Regions from separate parts of the Mus musculus genome. Here all the other regions are linked to region 3. A link is a contact called in public Hi-C data. All regions are on one chromosome and are shown on one strand. Each heading gives the region's core, a stretch centred on a gene start, on an enhancer-like site or on the middle of the called end of the contact. The rest is flanking DNA. Distances are from core to core; before and after follow the strand shown. Region 1 overlaps Foxn3 (forkhead box N3). Region 2 overlaps Foxn3 (forkhead box N3). Region 3 has its middle 65 kb from the start of 4930474N09Rik.

Evidence for each region. A called contact is a pair of places that touch in the nucleus more often than the background predicts.
Region 1: a contact with region 3 is called in a Hi-C map of cerebellum, with 3 times the contacts expected there. The contact joins two enhancer-like sites. A contact is called at or near these places in 1 of 15 datasets of contacts at CTCF or cohesin (the NIH/3T3 cell line), 3 of 484 Hi-C or Micro-C datasets (cerebellum, cranial neural crest and olfactory sensory neurons) and 1 of 115 datasets of contacts at active chromatin or transcription factors (embryonic basal ganglia).
Region 2: a contact with region 3 is called in a Hi-C map of the CH12 cell line, with 2.0 times the contacts expected there. The contact joins two enhancer-like sites. A contact is called at or near these places in 2 of 15 datasets of contacts at CTCF or cohesin (large pre-B cells and pro-B cells), 3 of 484 Hi-C or Micro-C datasets (the CH12 cell line, Sertoli cells and cortical neurons) and 2 of 115 datasets of contacts at active chromatin or transcription factors (cardiomyocytes and stem cell-derived neural progenitor cells).

What each region holds. Positions count from the first base shown.
Region 1 is chr12:99,282,962-99,286,054 of GRCm38.p6, forward strand. All of the region lies in intron 4 of Foxn3 (forkhead box N3), which reads right to left. Among named protein-coding and RNA genes, the nearest start is that of Gm46371, 46 kb to the right of the region's middle. Within about 2 kb of position 1,665, at least 66 of the 459 cell types and tissues checked have an H3K27ac peak or open chromatin away from gene starts, as enhancers often do. A contact at or near this core is called in cerebellum, where this site is marked.
Region 2 is chr12:99,305,268-99,308,174 of GRCm38.p6, forward strand. The region is part of intron 3 of Foxn3 (forkhead box N3); the gene reads right to left. Among named protein-coding and RNA genes, the nearest start is that of Gm46371, 24 kb to the right of the region's middle. Within about 2 kb of position 1,419, at least 73 of the 459 cell types and tissues checked have an H3K27ac peak or open chromatin away from gene starts, as enhancers often do. A contact at or near this core is called in the CH12 cell line, where this site is marked.
Region 3 is chr12:99,096,651-99,099,661 of GRCm38.p6, forward strand. No RefSeq gene overlaps it. Among named protein-coding and RNA genes, the nearest start is that of 4930474N09Rik, 65 kb to the right of the region's middle. Within about 2 kb of position 1,286, at least 72 of the 459 cell types and tissues checked have an H3K27ac peak or open chromatin away from gene starts, as enhancers often do. A contact at or near this core is called in the CH12 cell line and cerebellum, where this site is marked.

The sequences.
Region 1 (3,093 bases), core at 415-2,914, 190 kb after region 3:
CTTCCCAATGCTCGACCTCCCTGTTTACTGAAACAGACCTTTGTCGGGTCTGGTTTTATTCTGCATAATCCAGCACACTAAGTCAAAGAACAAGCCCTACAGATCACAGGCAACTCCAGTGAGACCCAGGGGAACCTTCTTTGTGTTTGTTCCATTTCTGTGGGACCACAGTCATTCAAGCATGGCAAGAACTGCATGGGATGCTCTTGGGAGGAGAGCCTGAGTCTTTCCCAGCCTCAATACACCAGAGATTGAAAGTGACCTTAAATGCCCTAAAGGCATCTCTATAGTCAACTGGGGGAGAATGTTTGTTGTTGTTGCTTGAGGGTGAAGGTATACGAAGCTGCAGGAGTCTGCACAGATGTTACCGTGAACATAACGAATGCTGTGCCTTTTAATTCTCACCAAGTTCATCAAGTTGGGACTCTTGCTTTTTGGACTGGGCAGGAAGCAGAGGCCTGCACCAGTCAGATGAGCTGCTTGAGGGCACATGGTTGGGGCGGCAGGGGCATGTCATCCCAGGGTTCCATTACCCACATCTGGAGAGCCTGCAACTTTCTTCTACAGGCTGCAAGGACCACTGAGAGTAACGATCTCTTTAAGGCCATTCCACTTAAGAACCTGGGCTACACACATGTGCACACAAATGTAGGCACACATCCCATTGTGTGCGTGATGGCACAGATATGAAAACCCTAAGGCCTGCCGCTTGGCAAGGGCTTAGGAAGGAAACCCACAGGGAGCAGAAAGAATGGATATAAACTTGGCTTCGGAAGCTTAGAGGGGGTAATTTTAAGTCCACTTCTGAAACCATCATTTGAACAGCTTGCTCAGAACACATCCTAAAAGCTTCATTATCCTTAAGTCTTTTGGTAATTTTACAAAAATATTTCTAGACCTCCACCCCAGCAGTTCCACAGAGCTTCAAGGGGAATGGCTTTTCCTTTCCAATTGTACTTAAAGCCAGGGCTCTTTGATAAGACACATGTTACTTATGGCAACAGGATCCAAAGCTGTTTCATCTCTACACTTCATAGTCTTGTTACGGGTATAATTTAATAGATTTCAGAAACATTCCTAAACGCTATGCAATCTAAAAGAAAACATTCCTATTGATGTATTTAGTCTAAAGTTACATCCATAAAAATGAACATCAAGTAAGATCAGTGCTCAGCAGTAGGGTTATTCTTTGTACTAACCTTCCAGTGGCTAATTCTAGGACTTTCTATTCTCCATCCAATCTTTAGCAATCATAAAGTGTATGTTGGGGGACTGGCTCCATAGGTAAAGCAATTCTCTGTGTAAGTGTGAGGACCTGAATTCAAACCCCAGGAGCTCAGTGCAGGCCCCTTACTGGAGCAGAAAAGCAGAGGCAGGAGGATGCCTGGCAGCTCCCAGGTCAGCTAGCCTGAAGTACTTAGGTGAAAAGACCCTGTCTCAAAAAAGGCAGACACATGTACGAAGACTGGAGGATGTCCTCTGCCCTCAACACTTGGACCACAGCACGGGCATACCTACAAGTATGTGCGGTGTGTGTACACACATAGACACACAAAGACACACACAGACAAAAGACAGACAGACACACAGACATACACACACAGAGGGGAAGTGGGGGAAACAGATGCCTTGCCTCTTGAGGAAGTCTCTGGTAAATGTTTTCAATTTCCTGTCCTCAGCCTTGCTGGCCATAACGTCTTACTCAGCAGTCTGCTCACAGGGCTGCTTTCTCAGAGGGCAATATGAGACTTCCATGAAGACAGTTATTAGAGACAGGGGTCTGGAGATTAGCTAAAGTTAGGGTCAAGCAGGGAAATGCAGACTATGGAACTGAAGGGGCCTTCGACTGTACAGCAGGCTACTGGCATGGGAAGTTTAGACAGCTGGGCTCACAGGTGTGGGGGGTGCGGCTCAGCTCTTGCCTGGCACACTCAAAGCCTTCAGTCTCCATCATATACCAACTGAACATGCTAACACAAGCCTGCAATCCCAGTACTTGAAAGGTAAATGGACATTGCAAGTCTTAGGTATACTACATACCTAAGACCCTTCATTCCAAAATAAATAAATAACCGGACCAGCAAAGATCAAAATGAACTAGCGGCCTCTTTGAAAGTCGTACTTCCTTGTTATTTTTTAATGAGCATAAAAGCATGTTCCAAAGCACACAGAGAAAGATTAGAGGAGCCCAGGAGCACCCCTCCAACTTCACCTCTGTAAACAGACCGGCACGCTGACAATTACTGAAGCTCCAGAAAAAGCTTTCCTCACTGCAGGACAAAAAGACAAACAATGCGGAGGAAGACTCAGAGTCTACCCCGGGCCAAGGAGAACAGAAGGCAGTGGGCATCTGAGGGCAAATGTGGAGAGGGGCTGCCCCCTCCCTGTAAGTGCTAAGGTTTTTTAGTGGGCACGCCTGGGGGCAGTAAGCAGATTTATGCAAGAGGTGAACGCCCTCCTTTGCACAGTGGACAAAAGAGTCAGCTTGCGGAAGGGATGAAAGATGCCAGAAAGCCCAGGGCGAGCTGCCACTTGTGAAAGGGACAGGCGGGCGGGGGAGGGTCTCAGAAAACCCAACAAAACCAGAGATGCGGGCCCTTGGAGTCAAGAACTCAGTGCCAAAGAGTGGTCCCTGAATCCTGCTAGGATCAGCAAAGAGATGCTGGCTGGGCTGACGTTCAGAGTGGAAACTGACAAGAATGCTCCTGGGAAGATTTTGTGGTGTTTCTCCATGAGTGTGTGGAAGAGCGAACCCTTTGGAGATAGACGAGATGAACAGGTGAATGCTGGTCCTGAGGAGTAGATTCACAGGAAAGGGCGTTGCCAAAAAATGAACACAGTGAGCCCCTCAGGGACGGTAGTGGTGGCGTGACAGTTAAGCACTGATTGCTCTTGCGGGTCACCTGGGTTTGGTTCCTGGCACCCAAATGGCTGCTCACAACCATTTGTAACTCCAGTTCCAGGGCACACCCTCTCCTGACGTCTGTGGGCTCTGCACCCATGTGGTACACAGATATACATGCAGGCAAAACAACCATACACCTAAGATTATAATAATAATAATAACAACAACAACGCTTTTTTTTTTGTTTC
Region 2 (2,907 bases), core at 169-2,668, 210 kb after region 3:
ACCGGCCTCTGGCTCCCCCTGATCGGTGCCACTTCCAGGTTGCTGAGCGCCACACCTGCTCTGGCTTCCTCCTCTGGCATCCCTCACATTCGTGCTCTTTCATTCTCTGGGTACCAGGCTGCTTGTGGCCTCCCAAGTACAAGTAAATGCTCTCACCTTAGTGTCTACTCTAGGCAGCTACCCTCTACTTAAAGCAGCTGCCTTCCCCATCCTTAATGCAAGCTCTGTTCATTCTACACAATGCTGCCCCTCCAGGCTGTCTCCTTTTCTCCACGCTCCATGTATAAAGTAGATAGAGTCTGTCTTTATATGCATCACACACACTCTTAAGTGGATGGCAACAGCAGGTGTATAGCAAATGCCTCAGAAAGAAAGGGAGGGAGGGAGGGAGGGAGCAGGGTATGGTAGCACAAGCCTTTAATTTCAGCACTCAAGAGGCAGAGGCAGGCAATCTCTGTGAGTCTATAGTCTACATAGTGCCTGGTCTACATACATAGTAAGCTACAGGACACCAGGGCTACACAGTGAGTGAGACCCGTCCCAAAAACAAAAACAAATAATAAAAAGGAAGAATGCTAACTAGCTCTATGAAGTATACAGACCAGTTACCAAAACCCTCTTTTTTTTGCTAAGTGCTCTTTATTCAGAATGGTGACGTCACTTAAAAGTGTCAAGCAGGAATAGTAAGGGATCCAAGGCACACACACACACACACACACGCACACGCACGCATGCACGCACACATGCATCAGCCAGTTCCTGATATCTGTTGACTTTTGTCGTCTGCAGAAGCAAAAGAGAACTGAGAATTCAAACACTGAAAGTCTGGTAGCTGTTTCTGAGTGAGAATAAGTCGCTGTCTTCTCAGACTGGGCACTCTGCAGGGCAGTCCTGCCATCGGCCCCTATCTCTGCATCTGGCTGGACTCAGAGCCAAGGCAACCAAGCACTAAATTAACACTCCCACAGCTGCAAAGGTTCAAGGGCTCTGAACAGGGGTGGCCTACCTAACTGAAGGACAGATATGCATGCCCCTTTGTCTCCCATATCAACAGGCTCAACCTCTGCAGTCCCACAAACGACCCTCTGTCTCTGCGGCTGCTGTTGAATGCAGCTGTCCTGGCTCTTCCTGGTGATCACTCCTCTAAAAATAGCTCTGATGCTGTCGCAGGGAAACTTGAGCAGGTCCTGAAAGCGGATCCCCTTTTAGTCTGAGCTGCTTCGACTTTAAAAAACAGGCAGCTATGAACATACCTTCATGTGTCTGCATGATGCTCAAGTAGTCATGTAGCTCACAGCAAAACACAAAAGATAAGACAACACACACAAAGCCATGCAAATGACAGAGCCGCAGCACCAGGTCTGCCATGTCAGACTGTCGTGTTTGAGCCCAGACTGAGAAACCTGACTGTAAGAGCAGATGCCATGAAGATCCCGGGGACACATCCTGCCAGTCCAGACTTCTGACTGCTTGGGGGAGGGTTAGGGCAGGTGGTAAAGAAATTGATTACATAGAAAGACTTGTAAATATGGGGTACTGGGTTCTTAAAAGTCCTACTAAAATTTGCACCTATTAGCTTCAACAGGACACCAAGATTGTCTGAGTGTGGGGAGTTATCACCAGAGATACAGTCATTTGAACGACAGAGCGGACTTTATACACTACTGCATCTTTAACAATAATTTCTTAACAAGACAAAAGGATTTGCACTTATTGCCAACAGCTTGCTGGCAGCCAACACCAGGCAGGATGAGCTGCCTGGCAAGAGTCAAGCCAGCTCCCCTCCCCACCCCCACCCATCAGAAAGGGCCACTTCTAGATCTAGACTAACTTCAAAACAGATAAATATTTAAATTTGATGTTTGTTAAGAAATTGGGATGGAGAATCCAAGAATGACTCTTATTAAATAGATCTATAATGTAGATTTGCCTTCCGTTCATGATCACAGAAACTTAGGTGCTTCTATGACTTTTCTGACTCTCACAAATATGATACTAAACAAATCACACATTTGTATTTCAACCCCCCCCCTCGGCAATCGTATGTGTGTGTGTGTGTGTGTGTGTGTGTGTGTGTGTGTGTGTGTGTTTTAAGAAGAGTGTGAGAAAAGGGGCCTGGGAGACCTAAGCCTTTGTAAAATGTCAGTCACCCCAGATCTCTCAAGGACACAAAAATTCCCACAGGTGCCTAGAACTCTTTACACAAGATAGCACAGTATATGCACACATGCACCAGCTAATCTCTGGGTTACCAAACACAATGCAGATGCTATATAAACTGTTACAATACTGTACTGTTTAAGAAGTAATGATAAAGGGCATGTATAATATGTTCAGGATAAATTCTATTTCAAGGGCTGGAGAGATGGCTCAGTGGTTAAGAGCACTGACTGCTCTTCCAGAGGTCCTGAGTTCAATTCCCAGCAACCACATGGTGGCTCACAACCATCTGTGAGGGAATCCTATGCTCTCTTCTGGTGTGTCTGAAGACAACTACAGTGCACTCATATACATAAAATAAATAAATATATCCTTTTAAAAAATTCTATTTTTTCCCCCAAGTAAATATCCTTGGTTTTGTGGATGTTCAAGCGTGAGGGTGTAGAACCCAAAGATACCCAATCAGGAACCACACCATCATTTTCATGAATTCTTACAGAGGCGGAGCTCAGCAGCTTCCTGAGGAGTCTCCCTTCCTCTTCTTCTGCTCTAAAGAATCTGCTTCATCCCCATGAGGGGAGCTGAGGAGAAGGCGCACGGGCGGGCGGGCGGGCGGGCGGGCGGGCACACACGCGCGCGCACACACAAACACACACACACACACACACACACACACACACACACACACACACCAATCCAGCTCTGTCTCCTGTGTAAAATATACAGCATTTTCTCTAAATTAAACTC
Region 3 (3,011 bases), core at 36-2,535:
AGGATCCAAGAAACATGCTGTTCAATTCAGTTTCTCCTTCCAGGATTTTTTTTTTTCTGTTAAGGAGTCATCATCCCAGGGTGTCTGGTACCCAAGAGAGCCGATGGCACAACTTAAAAACTGTAGCAAAACAAAGGGACTTGAACTCCGGTGTCAGTTCACAGCCACTGGGCTTCTGCACTGTCCGCCACTAGGCAAAGATTCTCCTTGCCTTCCGTAAGCGTGAGGTGTTTCAACGACTTGATTTAGATTTCATGCGGAAGTAACTTTAAGGAAGGACTCAAGAAGAGCAGGCCTGGGTGAGAGTGGGGTGGAGGACAAGATTTAGGGATGGTTTCTAGTCCCTGCCCTAGGCCTCAAGACTGGGGCTGCCCCAGTCTGTTGGAGGAGACAAGCTCTCGGTACTCAATTTATAATGCTTTGATTCGCGTGTACACTAGGGGGCGCAAGCAGGCTTGTTTTCCAGAATGGCCCTAACAAATCCTCAGCGATTCTAAGGAATGGGGTAGAGGAGGGATGTCAGGAGCCACACTGTCTCTGAAAAGTGCTGAGAGTAAACGGATGTTTGAGGATGGGGTCTAAGAAGGAGGGTAATATCCTCACTAATTGCTCGAAGCGGTTTTCTATATTTGTCCACACCCCACACCCCCCATCAGCCTTGGAACTCTGAGCTGGGGCTAAAAGGGCAAGTTATGTGAGGGCCTGGGTTGCTCCCGGACTAAGCTGGCAACTAGGCTGGCAGGCTGGCAGCCTCGAGGTGAGTCAACACATGGAAGCTGGTGGCCCAGAGCGGCTCTTTCAAGCTGGCTGAGACTGAACCTCTACAGTAAGGCCAGTGTTTCACCCAGTCCTGAGTCAGCCAGCCAGGAGACTCGGGTCTATGGAAAAAGGCCCTACATACCTTTGCTCTGGAAAGAAGGGCTGTGCGTTTGGCCCCCAAATGCAAGAGCTCTTTTACCAAACGGACCTGTGCACCACTGACCTACTTTTTCCGTAGAGTAGACGGAAGCCAGCCCAGGAGTACACGGCCTTCTTCCCACCCGTTTCCTCCAATGCCTTCAACAGTGGCCTTGTTGTCCCAGGCTAGGGAACTACGGGTGTGGACCGTACTTTCCTGGCCTACCGAAGGGAAATGAGCGGAGGAAATCCGCACAAGGTTTTTTTTTTTTTTTCTGCCAAATATTTCTTCCCCTAGGAAGACAGTACATTCAAGCTACTGAGTGGAGACTGGAGTTAGGCCAGCCATAAACTATCCTAATGAAGACTAATAGGGAACTACAATTACTGTTGACTTCAGAATGCAAACACGAACTTTAGACAGCGATCCCTATCAGCCGGGGCGGTCGGGCACAGGCGGGGCGCACTGTTTTTGCGGTTGCTTAGCAATGGAAAATGAACTGTTCCTGCCTCTTATCACTGGAGGTGGAGGTAGGACAATGAGCGTTATTGGACTGAATAGGTATAAAATTAGTTTATTCTTTCTCGCTTGGAGAAGGCAATTGGCAGCAAAGAGAATGTCTTGGATGAGGGGCCCTGCAGAAGTTGGGGGAGGAGGGTGGCCTCTTTTCTATCTCAGCTGATCCCAACCAGCCTTGTGTTTCCCTCCAGATAAAGTTTGATTTTTGACTGTGAGTGACCCTCCAGAATTATCATTAGAGAAAACATATACAAATGTAAATCACAGACCAGGTTGGAAATGAGAGTTGGGGGAATGAAATCTTAGTAACAAGAAGGTTAAGGGTAACCCCCAAATCCACAGGTCGAGATACATAACTGAATGCAATGTTAAATATAGACATCTTAGGGTCTCTATGCTTGGTACTGTATTAGATCAGATGTAATGATTTTTAGGTAAAAGAACGTATTGTGGAAAATCAAAACTGGCACCTCCAAAATCCACAGTGAAGATGGTCGCCTGGCCGGAAGGTCTTGTGGCTACGCAGAGGGATTTCCTTCTTTTGTACGGAGGGTCTCTTTCTGCAGTTGTGGTGCTGACCTCTCCTGAAACTACTATGAAGTCAGTGGCTTTGGTGAAAGGAAACCCACCGGGGCTTCCTGGGCAATGGCATGGAAAGGACCTTAGACTCCACTAATGCACACAGTTGGATAGAAATTGTCGGATACACTGTTCCTAAAACAGCAGGCTGAGCCCGGGGTGGGCAGCTGATGGCAGAACCACCCCGTTCCTATGCTTTCTGAACAAGGACTCTCTGTGTAGCTGGGGCAGACCTCTAACTCACAGTCATCCCGCACCAACCTTCTCAATGCCGGGGTTATAGGTGTGAGCCACCGCTCCTGAGCCACCAGCATTCATGGTAACTTGTGGCCATTGAGAAGTTGACTTGGATGAAATCACACGGGCTTGCCAACAGCAAATCTTTTTCTTTTTTCTTTTAATTTAAAATCAACACATAGGGTTTGACTCGATGCACGCCACATGCCCTAGAGTCATAAAAAAGCCTAAAGGTATCTTCATTCCCATTGCTGTGACCTTATATGATGTAAAGATTAGGCAGATGGGATTGGATTAAGGATTTTGAGATGTAAATCCTGGGTTCTTCAGGTGAGCCCAACTGGTGACAAGGGTCCTTATGGGGAAGAAAGGCCATGTTTCAACCTAAACAGAGAAAGATCTGAAGACACCAGGCTTCTGACTTAGAGCAAGAGGACGTGAGCCAAGGAGTGTAGCAGTTTCCCACACCCAGAAGAGTCAGAAACGCATTGGCTCCGGGAGCTCCCACAAGAAACACATTCTCCTTCAACACTGTGACTTTAGCTGAAGGATGGCAACAGTAGAATTCTGACCTCTGGCACCACAAGAGAATCCAGTTATGACATTTTCAGGCACAGAATTTGTGCTAATTTGTTCCAACAGGAGTAAGATTTGGGGCAAATAGACTAGAATTATTTATATCTCCAGAGAAGTATATGAAACCCCACCCTCCCCTTCTGAAAGACTCAAGTGCTTAAGCTCTCTGTTTTGCATCCTCAACTTCTGTCTGGTGGGTCTT